4 separate regions of the Rattus norvegicus genome follow, and regions 1, 2 and 3 are each linked to region 4. Evidence: chromatin contacts called from public Hi-C and HiChIP or PLAC-seq data. All regions are on one chromosome and are shown on one strand. Each heading gives the region's core, a stretch centred on a gene start, on an enhancer-like site or on the middle of the called end of the contact. The rest is flanking DNA. Distances are from core to core; before and after follow the strand shown.

Region 1 (3,479 bases), core at 864-3,363, 170 kb after region 4:
GGCCAAACCTAGGTGTGTCCCTGTCCCCAGACACCCAGTCCCAAGTTCCCGTTGCCGAAGGCAGTGGTCCCCTGCAGCAGCCCCCTTCTTTGAGACCTGTACCTGTGAAGCAGATGGATGTTGAGCAGGAGGAGTAAGGTTCAAGGCTGGTCCTGTCCCAACCCCTACTAGTGCAAAGGGCTCTTGTGGGCTGGGACTTGAACCCAGAGTCTTGGGTTTTTGTTTTGTAATTAATTTTATTTATTTACTTTCTAGGGTATAGGAATTTTGTCTACATGAATGTCAGGTCTGTGGCTGGTGACTGACAAGGTCAGAAGAGGTCATCTGATCATCTGATCCCCTAGAACTGGAATCACAGGCTGTTTGAGCCACTATGTGGGTGCTGGGAATTGCGTGTGGAAACCAAGGTCTTTTTTATTTTATTTTATTTTATTTTTAAGACTTATTTACTCTGTTGCTGTCTTCAAACACACCAGAAGAGGGCATTGGATTCCATTACAGATGGTTGTGAGCCACCAAGTGGTTGCTGGGAATTGAACTCAGGACCTCTGGAAGAGCAGCCAGCGCTCTTAATTGCCGAGCCATCTCTCCAGCGCAGAACCCACGGTCTTGTGTCTATTTATCATACCTTTACTTCAGACAAACACAGTGATCACTACCACACGGAATCCCTGCCTCGCTGACCCAGAACACAGCACTGTTAGCCAGCCATTGCCCGGAGACAAGGGTCTGAATCGCCCATATTCCCCCCTCTCTTTGGAACCCACTTGGTTTATACCCAAGCTTGGTTTCCAAGCCAGAGTCCCCCTTGCAGGAAGCCCCTATGGGGTTGGGAGGTGGAAAGACTGTACTCCTAGCCCAGCAGGGTTCCCCAAGTATACATGCACGCACAAATGTTTGCCTGACCACTTGTCAGTCAGTGAAGCACAGGGAAAGGACAGCACATGCCAAGTACCACCAATGCCAGTGGTGGGGAGGGTAGGGGCAGTAGGATCAGAAGTTCAAGGTCACCTTAACAAGTATCAAGTTGGAGGCCAGCCTGGGCTACAAGAGATCCCGTCTCAAAAAGTAACCATCCCCAGCTCCGAAAAAAAGAACCAAAAAAAAAAAAAGTAACCAAATGTGTAAATAAAGAAAAGAGGGCTGGAGAGATGGCTCAGTGGTTAAGAGCACCCGACTGCTCTTCCAGAGGTCCTGAGTTCAATTCCCAGCAACCACATGGTGGCTCACAACCATCTATAAAGAGATCCGATGCCCTCTTCTGGTGTATCTGAAGACAGCTACAGTGTACTTATATATAATAAATGAATAAATCTTTTAAAAAAAGAAAAAAGAAAAGAAACCATGGTTTGAGCTGTGCAGCAAAGAAGTCAGTCCAGCCCACCCACTTCCTCCAAATTCCTGACCAGGTTTGGCAGGGCAGAGATCAGATCCACAGTAGTAGCAACAGTTTCAGGCCCGGGGGGTCAGGGGAATCCCAGATGATGTTATCTGCAAAGTGCTGTACGGCTCCCTTTCTTCCAGGAGCCTAAGCGAGCTTTGTCAGTTCCCGGGTAGGGGGCGGGAGTTGGACTGTTGCCAGAAGCAGCAACCAGACTGTCCGCTGGGCCGGGCTCCACAGCTGGGCTGTAACCAGATTCTCCTGGGTTTCTCAGGGGCAGGACCCCCTCAGGTCTGGAATGCAGCCTGGGCCCAGAGAAGGCTAACAAATGGTGAAGGCTTTGAAATCTCACCTCCGCCCTCTCTCGGGGTTGAACAAACAGCCCCTCCTCCCACCTCTGTTGGGAGAAGCCCAGCCCTAGGCCGCCACTAAAGTTTCTCCTGATCCTTAGGCTGGGGTTACAGCTGCTCCGTTCTGTAGCCCCTGTGACCTCAGAAGGAGAGGCAAAAGACTTAGGTCCCCTCTGCCCGCCTTCTTGGGGTTCCAACCTGAGCGAGATTCTGAGTGGCTCACTAGGAAGGGTCAGATTTAGCAGAGAGAAACTGGAGACGTGACAGGTACTCCATCACCCCGGTGGCCAAGACTGTTCCGTGAGGCCAGGCCTGAGGCTGGGAGGGAATGCCGGGTTAGGATTATACCCTCAAACCCCAGGAGCTGGATTGGGCTGTGAAAGTTCATTTGCATTTTAATAAAAACCTTCTTTGTCTAAAGCTGCCCAGCAGTTCCCAGCAGTGGAGATAGAGGAAGGAGGGTGTGGCCATGAAACTAAGGGGCCACACCCCACACTTGCCTCACCTGGTAGAAGCAACTGGGGGGATCTGGCTTTCTTCAGCAGCTTCTTAGACACAGGGTGACCATCTTCACAGCTATACACGTAGTGACTCAAGTGTCACCAAGAGACAACTCCCTGCTCCCCCAAGAGCTCACCTCTTCCCAACCCTTTCTCTTCATCCTCCTCCCTATCCTCAGCAACTCGGAGGGCAGGACAAGCCCCCAGCTGCTCCCTGGCTCTCTTAGCCCTTCCTGGGCTCCCAGGCCAGAGGTTCTGTCTCCCCCAGCCCACCCTTCATGGCTTGCCTCTTCGGCCCCTTCGGAATGACCATGTCTGCGAACAAGGTGCTGGAGCAGACAATTGGAGGTTCAGGGAGACCTTGACACCGGAGACAATCCCTGATGTGGATGGAGGCTGGCTTGCTGCCACCAACCCGAGGAACAGAGTGTGCCATGGGCAATGGGCTGAGTGAGGTGGGACAGGGTCTGCAAGTCTTTGCCGCCTCTCCAGGCCAAGTCACCAACTGGACCCATATACCCTCTGCCACAGACAGAGCACTCTTTGGTGGTCCCTAAATCATTAATTCCTCCAGCCAGACTTCAAGGGCCCTGCCATTGCTAGACAGAGTGGCATGTGTGTGTGTGTATGTGTGTGTGTGTATGGTGTGGTGTGTGGTGTGTGTGGTGTGTGTGTGTGGTGTGTGGTGTGTGTATGTGTATAGTGTGCGTGGTGTGTTTGTGGTGTGTGTGTGTGGTGTGTGGTGTGTGTATGTGTATAGTGTGTGTGGTGTGTTTGTGGTGTGTGTGTGTGTGTGGTGTGTGTATATGTGTATAGTGTGCGTGGTGTGTGTGTGTGTGGTGTGTGTGTATGTATGTGTATAGTGTGCGTGGTGTGTTTGTGGTGTGTGTGTGTGTAGTGTGTGCACTGTGTGTACTGTGTGTGTGTGGTGTGGTGGTGTGGTGTGTGTGTTGTGTGTGTGTTGTGTGTGTGTATGTGTATAGTGTGTGTGGTATGTTTGTGGGGTGTGGGGTGTGTGTGTGTGTGGTGTGTGTGTGTGATGTGTGTATGTGTGGTGTGTGTGTGTGGTGTGTCTGTGTATGGTGTGTGTGGTGTGTGTGTGTGGTGTGTGGTGTGTATGTGTGGTGTATGTGGTGTGTGTGTGTGTGTGTGTGTGTGTGTATGTGTGTGTGTGTGTGTGAATGACTGACAGCCCCTCCTTCACATGTAGGCTTCCCTTTCTTGCTGGTCCTTCTGCCTTCCCAGGAA
Region 2 (3,499 bases), core at 505-3,004, 160 kb before region 4:
GAGATGACAACAAGCGGCCTGTGGAGGCGGTCACTGGGCCCTCACCACCTGGCACATTCCCTGACTGGAAGCTCTTGTCTCACTGAGGCAGGATTCTCCACAGTATGGTCTCAAGGTGGCCCAGGGACTGAAAATCCATGGCTTTGGGCCCACACCAGCTTTCTCTCTCAGAATCTTCTCAAGGGCCCACAGTCTCAGGGCCTTGCTTCTAGGAAGTATTAGAACCTTTGGTTCGCTCTACCTGTACCTCTCAAGTCAGTCTCACCCATCCCAAGTTTACACAGTCCTGTCTTCTCTTTCCACGCCCCTATATGTTTGCCCTGTGGATTACACGTGGTCTCCTGCTCATGAACACCACTCTCTTGGCTCCCTGTTCTGAGCTTCTGAGCAGGGAAAAGCCTGGTTAGCAGCCTTGACTCTAGGTTCCTTCTGGTCAGCATTTGCCTCAGGGTTGTGCCAAGCTCCAGGGGCCAGAGGGGAATGACACATTTTTTCCAAGTCAGCAAATGGAGCCAGGACTGACGGCTGGCCAGCCACTACTTGGTTCTTAGAGATGTGCTGCCTTCAGCAGTGTGGCAGCTCAAGGTCAGAAGGACTGGGGGCAGCCTGGCTCACTGCTGTGAAAGACAGCTCTACAGGACTTCATCGTGCAGTGAGGGGATGGGGAGGCTCTAGGGTGAGAGGGCAGGACTGGGTGGGAAGGAGCTGCAGATTGTGCAGCGCTTGCTGCTTGAGGCAGAAGCCTAAGCTGTTACTGCTTCCTCTGGCGGCTGGCCAAGCCCCTGCGCCCCTGTCAGTGATTCCAACAAGGAGGCTAGCGCGGCTGGGCCTCAGAGACTAGTGATCGATCCTGTGCTCAGATTTAGTGTGCATGTGTCTGTTTCCTGCTGGTATAAAACCCCAAAAGCTTTCCCCAAAGTTTGGGCTGGAGGACCCCAAGGAAGGTAGCCCAAATAACCACAAGGAGGCGCTAAAGTGCGCTGAGCTCAGGTGGCTTTCAGTGACGGAGGTAGGAAGAGGGAGAGGCAGCTTTCTGGCTGTTGTGCACCTTCTCTGCAAGGCTTGCTTTTCTCTTGGTTCCAGGCTCTGGGGTCAGTCAAGCTCTGGGTGGTTGCTAGGCACTGTGGGAGCAAGGGCGGTCTGCCTGCTTGGGTTGGGCAGTTGTAGCAGCTCTGCCGCTGCTGTTCACAGATAGATAGCTAGACAGACAGAGATATGGATACAGATATATAGATATTTCCCCCCACCCCTGCACGTCATGAAGTTGGCAGTTTTTATTTATAACCCCCATCAGTTAAGTGAGTGGCTTTACCCAGACCCCAGGTCTCAAGCCTACAGTATGCTCGGACTTTTGGTCAGGGAGACCTGCAGTCTTTACTGGTCACACAAAACCCAAGGAAGTTGGGAAGGAAACCACTTCTCTTTGCTGGGTCTTGTGTCAGGACTGCTTTGATAGCCCTGGGCATGACAAGGGAGGAAACCCACCATACAGGGCTACTGCTGCTTTCAGAAATGTAGCCCTGGCGCCTTTAAGAGCCCAGGGCAGGCAGGAAAAGAATTTCAGTTTCAATCTGGCTTCTAAATTTGGAGTTTTGGGAAGGGAGGGATCAGATTTCAGCTGGAAGGGAAGGAGCTGACAGGAAGGCGCTGTGCTGAGCCTCCCCCACCCCGCCCATCCCCCTCAGTTACTGACAGAGGAACCATTTACAAAAGGCCGATTCTCTGGGGAGTGGAGAGGCAGGAACGCAGCGTCTGTGAGTAATTTCCTGCTCAATATGGCTGCTCTGACTCACACGATTCCCCTGGGGTCACTGCGGGACTGCAGTTGCTTGCTTGTTCTCGCTCTTTCTCTTCTCCCTTTGTGGCTAGAATGAACTGATTTTTTTTTTTTTTTTTGTCTTCTCACCCCCAATTTCTTTTTCTCCCTCATTTTTTTTTTCTTTCTCTGAGTTGCAGAACCTCCTTCTGAAGGACTTAGGAGTCCTGAGGCCCTGAAGGCCTTGAGGGTGCGGTGGCCTCTCAGGGGACATACTGGGCCTGCCTCTAGCTCTGCTGTCTGCCAGACAGCCCTTTCTGAGTATCCCTTGCTAGTGAGTGAGGCTGGTCCCCAGGCAGGCTGGTCCCCAGGCAGGCTGGCCCCCCAGGCAGGCTGGTCCCCAGGCAGGATCTTAGCATCCTTTATCTGTTCCAGGGCCCTTGCAGAGCCAGCCCTGGAGCACCTGCTGTGCGACAGAGCCCCTGGTAATTGGCTCAGGGGTCCAGCCTGCAGTGTGCAGACTCAGGGTTGGAAGTAGAGAGACAGAGGGCGGAGTCTTTGGGAGGGTTGTGATAGATCTGGGGAAGCCGAGGGCACTGTAAGTTTTGGTGCCTGTGGTCAAGGAAAGACTCCACAGGTGCCTGGGAGGGAGCAGGGCAGGCTTTGGAAACCTGCCCTCAGCACTGGGGCGGGGCCTCTGAGACAGGCTCTCATTGGTGATTTTTGCTAGGGAAGGGAGGTGCTATGGAAAGATGGCAGCATTTCTAATTTAAATCTAGAAACTGCCCTTCCCAGAACTGGAGGCCTGTGGGAGTGGGACCACCAAGTAAGGCTACAGCAGTAGAGTGGCCTGTGATGTCCTCCTGTGAGGAGAGTCTGGCTTATCCTGTCTCCTCCCGGAGCCTGCCCCACCTCACCCACCCACCTTCTCAGTCGCCAAGGTCCAAGGCTCTGCTTCCTTGGCAGACTCCCTGGGCTTGTCGGTCTTTCTCTGTAGTGCGGGGCTGCCTGGGACCTGGGCAGGGAGTGAGGAGGACGCACTGAGCTAATAAACACCAGTGCACTGGCCCTGAGCTCTCAGTGGCAGGCAGAATGTACTCAGGACAAAGGCTTCCTTCCCTGTCCCCGGGCTGTGCCTCTGATGCCCTAGGAACAGCATTGGACTGTGACAGTGCTTCTCTGCCTTCCTGCAGTCAGGGTTTGAGGAAGAACTGCACTGGTGGACTGTCCATGTGCCTGCTCCTCTTGTTGCTGTGGCCCTTCTGCCCTACTCTTGACCTTGCTAAACAAACACTCCTCCTGTACTGATGTGGAGTCTCCCACAGCCCCTTCCTGTCCTCTTGACAGGTACAGAGGGGGAAGGGAGCCTGCCTGCTGTCTGGATAGGAACACATTCTACCCTCTCAGGGTGGACATATTGTTTTCCTAGGTTGCTAAATTTGATAGGAACAAAGCCTCTGTTTTGTCTGTGTGAAAGAGAGGAGTGGGTGACAGAGGTTATATTTTTTCAGCAAGCCTTGGGGGCCAAGCCCGTGTGTGTGTGTGTGTGTGTGTGTGTGTGTGTGTGTGTGTATCTCCATAGTGCAAGAGAGCAGAGGTAGAACCTAGGTGGCCTCTGCCTCTCTAGTTCCTGGACTTCTTTTCCAGATGAAGACCGGCCCCTTTGCAGAGCACTCCAACCAGCTGTGGAACATCAGTGCTGTCCCGTCCTGGTCTAAAGTGAACCAGGGCCTCATTCGCATG
Region 3 (3,580 bases), core at 210-2,709, 210 kb after region 4:
ACATGGCAGTGTAAGCAGCAGCCCTCACTTCTAGGGCTAATGAGTCACCACCAGGGTACAAAGACTCACAAGGCAGAGAACATTCCAGAGAAAGGGGCAGGGCTTCCTGTCAGAGTGGGGACACCCTGCATCTGTCAACGAGCCTAGTTCCCATGCCCTACTTGACTTGGCCCAAGAGATATAGTCTGTGGTGGTGATCAGGGAGATGAGAGAGTTGGGAAGGCCTCACCCGGGAGAGGAACAGACCAGCCCTAAAGCACATGGTACACGGCTACCACACCCACTATGCTACTGGAAAGGGACCCAAAGCTAGGATTTTCCCCCAGCTCCCCTGTGCCTGGGGGCCACCTTTAAAGGCCCCACGAGGCATGGCAGGCATGGTGGCACACACTTTAATCCTAACACTGAGGTGGGCAAAGGCGGGCAGATCTCTGAGTTCCAGGCCAGCCTGGAGTGATCACAGAGTGATCACAGACCAGGTCCACAGTGAGGCCCTGCTCAACCATCCAGACAAAAAGGTTCAGTACAGGCTCTGGGAAGGAGAATGGAATCACTCTGAGGAAAGACCTAGGTTGTTTGAAAGGGGTCTTTTCCCAGTTTCAGCATTCCCAGCCCCTTCTTGGTCACCTAAGTTCAGGCACCACACGAACTGCCATGTTGTGGGTGTAGGCTGATGACACTTCTGAAGTCCTCTAGGACCCTGGTCCTCCAGAGGTCCATGGTACATACTTCAGTGTGCAACACAAGCTCTGAAGTGTGTTACCTCTGTGTGTGGAATGGGCTGTGTGTGCATTCTTTCTGGGGTAAGTATGCCTGGCTTCCCCGTGTGGGAGGACGTCTGTGTGCCATGTGTATGGTCCCATGTATCATGTGCTGTGTGTATCTGTGTTTATGTGGTATGTGTGCGAGTACCTCTTTGTGTCTGTTTTTCCATGTGTATGATGTGTTGTTACATGTGTGCCTGTGTCCATGTGTATCAGTTGTGTGTGTGTGTGTGTGTGTGTGTGTGTGTGTGTGTGTGGTGTGTGCTTCTCCATGTGTGGTATCTGTACATGTTGTATATACAGTGTGTGTTATGTACCTGGACTGTGTCTGCTGTGAACATCTGTGGTATGGTTTTCTACGTGTGTGGGGTCTCTATTGGTGTCGTATGGTGTGCCTGTCTGTGTGTTCTCCCTGTGTGTGGGGTCTCCAGGTGGTGGTGAGTATGTGCTGTCCTCTGTGTGTGGGGTCTCTGTGGTGTGTCCTACTTCGACCTCCAAGATTTTTTCCTTGCATGGGTCTGTTCTGTGCGTTACCAGCCTCTCCGTGAAGGTCAGGTCTCCCGGTTGCAGACTGGAGGCCGAGTTCCCCACAGTGGGGAGCGCAGAACCCAGGATTCAGGGATCACAGCGAGCACTGCCTAAGGGAAAGTTTTCAACACCGGACTAGAGCTGAAGTTTCGCGGCGCAAAGCCAGGCCAACACTGCCCCCGCGCGGTGCGGCGCGGCGCTGCAGGCGGCCGGGGAAACAGAGGCAGAACCCGCACCCGCGGTGCGCAGCACTCCAGAATTCCACGTCCTGGGTCTCAGCCTGAAAGCCCAGAAAGGGACCGAGGCCCGCTCCAGCCCAGCGCAGATGACGTTGACGCATCGCGTCGCATACCGGGTCCGGATCTACCTTTCTTCAGCCCTTCATCATCCCCAGCCCATCTGGTCCCTAAGATGACCGGCCCAGTCCAGCCCAAACCCCCAGCATTCGGTCCTCCCAGTTAGACTCCACTCCGCGCCGAGTCCGAGCCGTTTCTTCAAGGGCCAGCAGGTGGCGATAAAGACCTGGCCAGAGCGCAAGAACAAGGTGAAACTCCAAAGAGGGAGGGCTGGCTCCCAGGCTTCCCCCAGGGGTTGGGACATGGAGTGATGGGGCACTTGGGTGTATGTCAGTGTCTAGGTTAGTGCAGCAGATAAATGCTAGGAGGCGCCTGCCACCTTGACTCAGGCCACTTCCCCATGTGGATCTGAACTGCATCAGGCTAAAAGGACTAAGAATTACCCATACACAGGCCTCTTTTTCCTGGGCTGGGGTCTAGATACCCATACCCTCTACTAAAAGTTGGGCAGAGAAGCCTCTGGCGCTAAAGACAAGTTGTTTATCCACTCTCCTAGGCTGAGGTCATGGCTGGGGGTCTGCTTCAGGTATGGGTTGATTTAGGTTTGAGGTTGTGTAGTGAGTGCCCCCCACCCCTTGGGAAAGCATCCCTTAGGACAAGCTGAGCCCCTCGGGTGCCCTGTCCCCCCCCATATCACCAGCCTCATCCCAGCTGTGAATCCGCCCTAATCTCCCCCACCCAGGAATCCAAGTGGTCCCCAATCAGGCACCCAGAATGGCTCATACTGGAGGACCTAGTGATCCATCCCAGCCACCTGGGAGGTGTGTTTATTTGTGGGGCGAAGAAGCACTCTCCTCATTGCCTGGCATGGGTACACTTCTGAGCAGGGGGGCCTCTGGCAGGCATTCACCTGTGAGCCTGCTGCCGGTTTGTGGTCGGCAGAAGGAGCTGGTAGCCCTTAGGGCGGCCTTGCTTTAGAACGGTCTGCAGCACCAAACTGGGCAGAAAGGATTCCTAGAGGGAGCAAGGCACTGCTGAGGGGAGCCCAGGGAGGAGACGGGGAGCAGACAGGTTCCCTGGGAGCCCAGGTGGGAGGAGACAGGTCCCCGGGGCCCGGGGGTGGGGCGTGGCGGCAGGTGGTCCCTCCCTGCAGTTGGTCTAGACTGAAGCACAGCCCACCCACTCACTAGCCAGGCTCAAGGACTTCCTCCCCCTCCGCTCCACACCGAGGGAGGCCAGGCCACACAAATCCAACAGAGAGGCTCCCCTGCAGAGTCACTGAGGGCTGGTGCTTCTGCTGGCCAGCTGCCCTGGGCTGCTCACCAGCTTCTGGCTCCCGGGACAGGGCGATTTGCCCACCTGCTCCGGATTGTTAGGGGTGTCCAGGAAGGTTCTTAGGCCTCCCCTTGGCCTTGGGGCGGTGGCCCTGGAGATGAAGGGTAGGCGGCTGCTCACGGTGGCATCCTCAGAAAGGTAGAGCTGTGGTTCCTGAGCTGACCTGGTGAGGGGAGAGGAGCCTATAGCTTTTCGACCCTGAGTTCCAGGCCCATCTGCACTTCGTCCCCGGAGGACCTAGACCACAACCCTCCTGCTTTCTCTACCCAGAGCCTCACTCGCGGGGGCAGTTCCAGCATGAGGAGCTAGCCGCGGTGTCTTGGACCCTGGGTTGAAGGGCTCTGGGCAGACTGTCCAACCATCTCCCAACACTCCCAAGCACTCGCTCTGACACAGATACAGCTGGCAAAGCCGTCTGCTCGCTCGGTAAGATATTCTGCCGGACTAGAAGAGAGAGAGCAGAGTGAGTTCCCTGTCCCCTCCCCCAGGGAGGGGCATACTGATATGCCCCCACCCTCTCTCCTTCCTCTGGCTGGCAAGGCTAGACAGAGCCCTGTCTCCATGGCAACCACAGGCTCCCCAGTGCCTGTCGGTTGCCTCCAGAGAAGTCCTGGGTTTTAAAACTACCTCCCTGTGACTGTTTCTGCTATGCCACAA
Region 4 (3,335 bases), core at 9-2,508:
GCTTTGAGAGCTTGTAGTGGTGTAGGGTCCCAGAGCTGGTAAACGGTGACCTGGCCGTAAACCAGGCCTCTGTGGCTGGGATTCTAACCTGAAAGCCACACTGCCCTTCTACCTCCTGAGAGAAGTGGACATAATGGGACCCTTGCCCTGTCCTGGCTGGCCAGCTTCTCTGTATCTGTGGCCAAGCATGGGTATGGGGCAGAGTGTTGAGGCACAAGGGGGAAATTCTATAAACTATAGAGTGCTGTGACACAGAAAGAATAGCCCTGATGATTTCTACCCCTCAGCGCTGGCCTCTCCAAAATCTGCTGTGTGACCAGGGGCCTCCTGGGAGGCCCATACAGCCTTCTAGAACGATCCATAAAAGGACTCCAGGGGGGGCATATCATTGGCCTTTCCCGTGGCAGGTGACTTAGAAAGGGTGGTCCAGTGTGCCTGGCATGGTCTGCCCCTGCAAAACTAGGCTAGAAGCCTCTACTGAGCCCTCTAGGGCAGACTCTGGGCCCCTTTCCTGTTCAGTTTTTGAGGTGATTGCTTTTCTGGGGTCACTGGCTTGTGTAATCCCCTCCACTCTCAGTCTAGCTCTGCCGGTCTGTTTGTCTTTGCCCCTCTCCTAGCCTCCGGGCGCCACCGACAGGATTTGTTTCTATTCCATGCCTCTATTCCATGCCGCAACCAAGGCCATCTTCTCTCCCATAGCTGTGCGTCCGAGGACGCCTCGGCCCTGTGCAGCAGCCCGGTTTCATCCTAGCCGGGTCCTTAGCTGGGGACAGAGGCCGTTTTGTCCTTGCTTTGGAGCAGGGATGGAGGCTTCATCCTTAGTGGCCGCCTGCTCGCGCCTGGCTGTAAGAGAGATGAGAGCAGGCTGCAGGGCTGCAGGCAGCGGCTTTCAGAACAAACAGAATTTTTTTTTGCAACTAGAGGGGGAAGCACAGAGCTAAAAATAAAACGAAAAGATCAGTATCTGTCAGTCTGACAGCTGATTGGCTGCTCGGAGATGCATATAATTACCAGCAACTGGCGCTGGGTAGGCAAAGCCCGGAGAAACTGCTGAGATGAGGTTAGGATTTAACCTTTAAATTCTGGAGCCACCGGAAAGCTAGGGGAGACGACCGGCGTCGGTGCTAATGAGGCTGGGGGGCGGGGGCCGGGGGCATCGAGTCGGGGTCAGGTCCCCGGGCTCCCCCGAAGGCCCGGGGGAACCCTCAGCCCGCGCCTCCGCCATCAGACTGGGAGTGCCTCTGATTGGGCGGCTCGGGGGGCGGTGGGCCTTCTCCCCGCCCAGCTGGGGGTGGTGTCTTCCGGGAAGTTGAGGGGTCGCACCTGGGAGGGAGAGGGAACTATCCGGGACTCTGGGGGTTCCAGGCCTCTCCTCGACTGACCCTGTCCCCACCCACATTCCTCTATCTCTCTGCCTAGTACTAGTAGGATTTTGTGTGGTTTTTGCTGCTCACCCCTTCAGTTCCTCTACTCCTCTATCCCAACTCCCAGTCCCTGGTCCCTAGTCCCTTCCAGATCTGGAGAGGCCACACCCAGGTCAGTCCTAGGTTTCTCTAGAGATAGACCAACCAGCAGGACCAGGAGTGTGCTGCTGTCCTCCCTGAACCTCAGTTTCTTCATACGTAAAATGGGGGTGGTGATGGTAGAACCTGCTTTATGTCTTCACGGGTGCCAGGGATTTTGCGAGCAATGGTTCCTCTTGATTATCCAACCCAAACCAGGGCCCAGAAGATCCTGGTCCCCGTGTGTGAACTCATGTACGGCTCTGTCCTGACCCACAGTGTCCGTGGGGACACAGTGAGCCCCTGCACCTCTTGGGTGCTTCGAGCAACTTCTGCTACCTTTATCTCCCCTGCCCCTCCTCTGAGCATCTTCTCTAGGAAGTCCCTCATGCCCTAGCCATCCTGCTGCAGTCTCTGGTTTCCCGACTCACAATCAGACTGTGAGCCCAGGGAGGACAGGAACCACAAAAGCTAGCCCATTGCTCTCCAGCCCATAGCTCTCCAAAGGCAACTTGCTCTGTGCTCTAAGAAGCCAGACAGGGTAAGGGATCTCAGGCAGCTACAGGCCTAAAGCAAGCAGGAGCCTCAGCCAATAGGCAACCAGCCATCCTCAGCCCTGTAGGGCCCCGGGCTTCTCATACAACACCCAGGAGATGCCACCCTTGGACTGGGAGGACGCAAAGTGCCCGGGGGAGGGGGACAGGTAGGAATGAGTAGCTCACACTGGACCTGGCTCCTGGTTGTGATCACCCCACAAAGATCCCAGCAACCCCTACAACAGCCCTTAGCAAGCATTGTTGTTATTGGCGACCTATAGATGGGCAAACTAAGGCAAGGCGTCGAGCAAGGCTTGAGAGTGCCCAGATTGGAGCCACCCAGGCCTCCCTGACTGAGTGATGAAGATGAAAGGGAATCCAAGGGCTAGAGAAGGTGCTGGAACAGCTACCCTGAGACCTTCCAAGCCCAGCGAGCCAGGGGGTCTTGATTTAAACAGTTTCTCTGTGACTTCCAGTGCTGTGACAGCCCTGTAACTGTCCCCCACCCCACAGCCCTGTTTATTTCTTATCCTAATGAAGACCCCCAACGGGGTGACAGGTGGCAGCTTCCCATGGGGCATCTGGGCATTCAGTGCTGGCCTCAGCTTTGACCTGGAAAGTCATCCTGAGCCTATGCTACCAGCCCCAGAGCCCATCCTCACCCCCTGTGTTATTCACCACTACTTCCCGTCAGTCTCCTGCCCCAGCCCCAGCCTTGCTGACCAACAAAGAGTCAAGGAGGGTAGCCCACTTGCCAGGAAGCAGCCGTAGACTTGTCCTTCTGGAGAACCCAGCTTCTGACAGCTGTATGACATAGCTGCTTGAGACCACCCTTCCCTTGTCCCTTTGACTGGTGTCCATCCCACTCCTCTTACAGAGCCTTCTCACCCCAACGGTTTCCTTGCTTACCGGGAAATTGGATGGAAGTTGACCTTTGCTTGTGCATGTGGCACTTGTGTGTGTGCATGTTGGGGAGTATGTGCATGTGTTCAAGGGATATGCGTTTACACAGAGACCAGAGGTGTCTGCCTCAATCACCCTCTGCCTTGTCTTTTCAGACAAGGGCTCTCAACTGAGCCTGAAGCTCACTGCTTAGCTCAGGGATCCATTTGTCTGCCTCCTTCACTAAAGTCACTGACAAATGCTGAGGCTCCTGGCTGTTATGTGGGTACCTGGGATCCAAACTCAGGCCTTCACGGTTGCACAGCAAACCCTTTACTAACAGAGCCCTCTCCTCAGCCCTGCTGGGTTGGTGTGTTTTGTTTTTTTTTTTTTCCGCGTGACCCGATTTAATTTC

The links. A called contact is a pair of places that touch in the nucleus more often than the background predicts. HiChIP or PLAC-seq counts read pairs in DNA pulled down with a chosen protein or histone mark.
Region 1: a Hi-C map of the A7r5 cell line shows a contact between it and region 4, with 2.3 times the contacts expected there. The contact joins two enhancer-like sites. A contact is called at or near these places in 2 of 12 Hi-C or Micro-C datasets (the A7r5 cell line and mammary epithelial cells) and 1 of 1 datasets of contacts at active chromatin or transcription factors (oligodendrocytes).
Region 2: an H3K27ac HiChIP or PLAC-seq map of oligodendrocytes shows a contact between it and region 4, with 4 times the contacts expected there. The contact joins two enhancer-like sites. A contact is called at or near these places in 1 of 12 Hi-C or Micro-C datasets (mammary epithelial cells) and 1 of 1 datasets of contacts at active chromatin or transcription factors (oligodendrocytes).
Region 3: a contact with region 4 is called in a Hi-C map of Schwann cells, with 12 times the contacts expected there. The contact joins two enhancer-like sites. A contact is called at or near these places in 7 of 12 Hi-C or Micro-C datasets (the A7r5 cell line, Schwann cells, frontal cortex and 4 more) and 1 of 1 datasets of contacts at active chromatin or transcription factors (oligodendrocytes).

What each region holds. Positions count from the first base shown.
Region 1 is chr3:34,433,873-34,437,351 of GRCr8, forward strand. No RefSeq gene overlaps it. Among named protein-coding and RNA genes, the nearest start is that of C3h9orf50, 49 kb to the right of the region's middle. Within about 2 kb of position 2,114, at least 36 of the 93 cell types and tissues checked have an H3K27ac peak or open chromatin away from gene starts, as enhancers often do. A contact at or near this core is called in the A7r5 cell line, where this site is marked.
Region 2 is chr3:34,109,992-34,113,490 of GRCr8, forward strand. Ptpa (protein phosphatase 2 phosphatase activator) reads left to right here. Exons shown (of 10, transcript NM_001108577.2): 9 at 3,404-3,499. Among named protein-coding and RNA genes, the nearest start is that of Ptpa, 24 kb to the left of the region's middle. Within about 2 kb of position 1,755, at least 83 of the 93 cell types and tissues checked have an H3K27ac peak or open chromatin away from gene starts, as enhancers often do.
Region 3 is chr3:34,476,137-34,479,716 of GRCr8, forward strand. C3h9orf50 (similar to human chromosome 9 open reading frame 50) reads right to left here. Exons shown (of 6, transcript NM_001100979.1): 4 at 3,202-3,367; 5 at 2,912-3,086; 6 at 2,389-2,602. The coding sequence ends at 2,495. Among named protein-coding and RNA genes, the nearest start is that of C3h9orf50, 6.8 kb to the right of the region's middle. Within about 2 kb of position 1,460, at least 35 of the 93 cell types and tissues checked have an H3K27ac peak or open chromatin away from gene starts, as enhancers often do. A contact at or near this core is called in the A7r5 cell line and Schwann cells, where this site is marked.
Region 4 is chr3:34,266,688-34,270,022 of GRCr8, forward strand. No RefSeq gene overlaps it. Among named protein-coding and RNA genes, the nearest start is that of Ier5l, 120 kb to the left of the region's middle. Within about 2 kb of position 1,259, at least 62 of the 93 cell types and tissues checked have an H3K27ac peak or open chromatin away from gene starts, as enhancers often do. A contact at or near this core is called in the A7r5 cell line and Schwann cells, where this site is marked.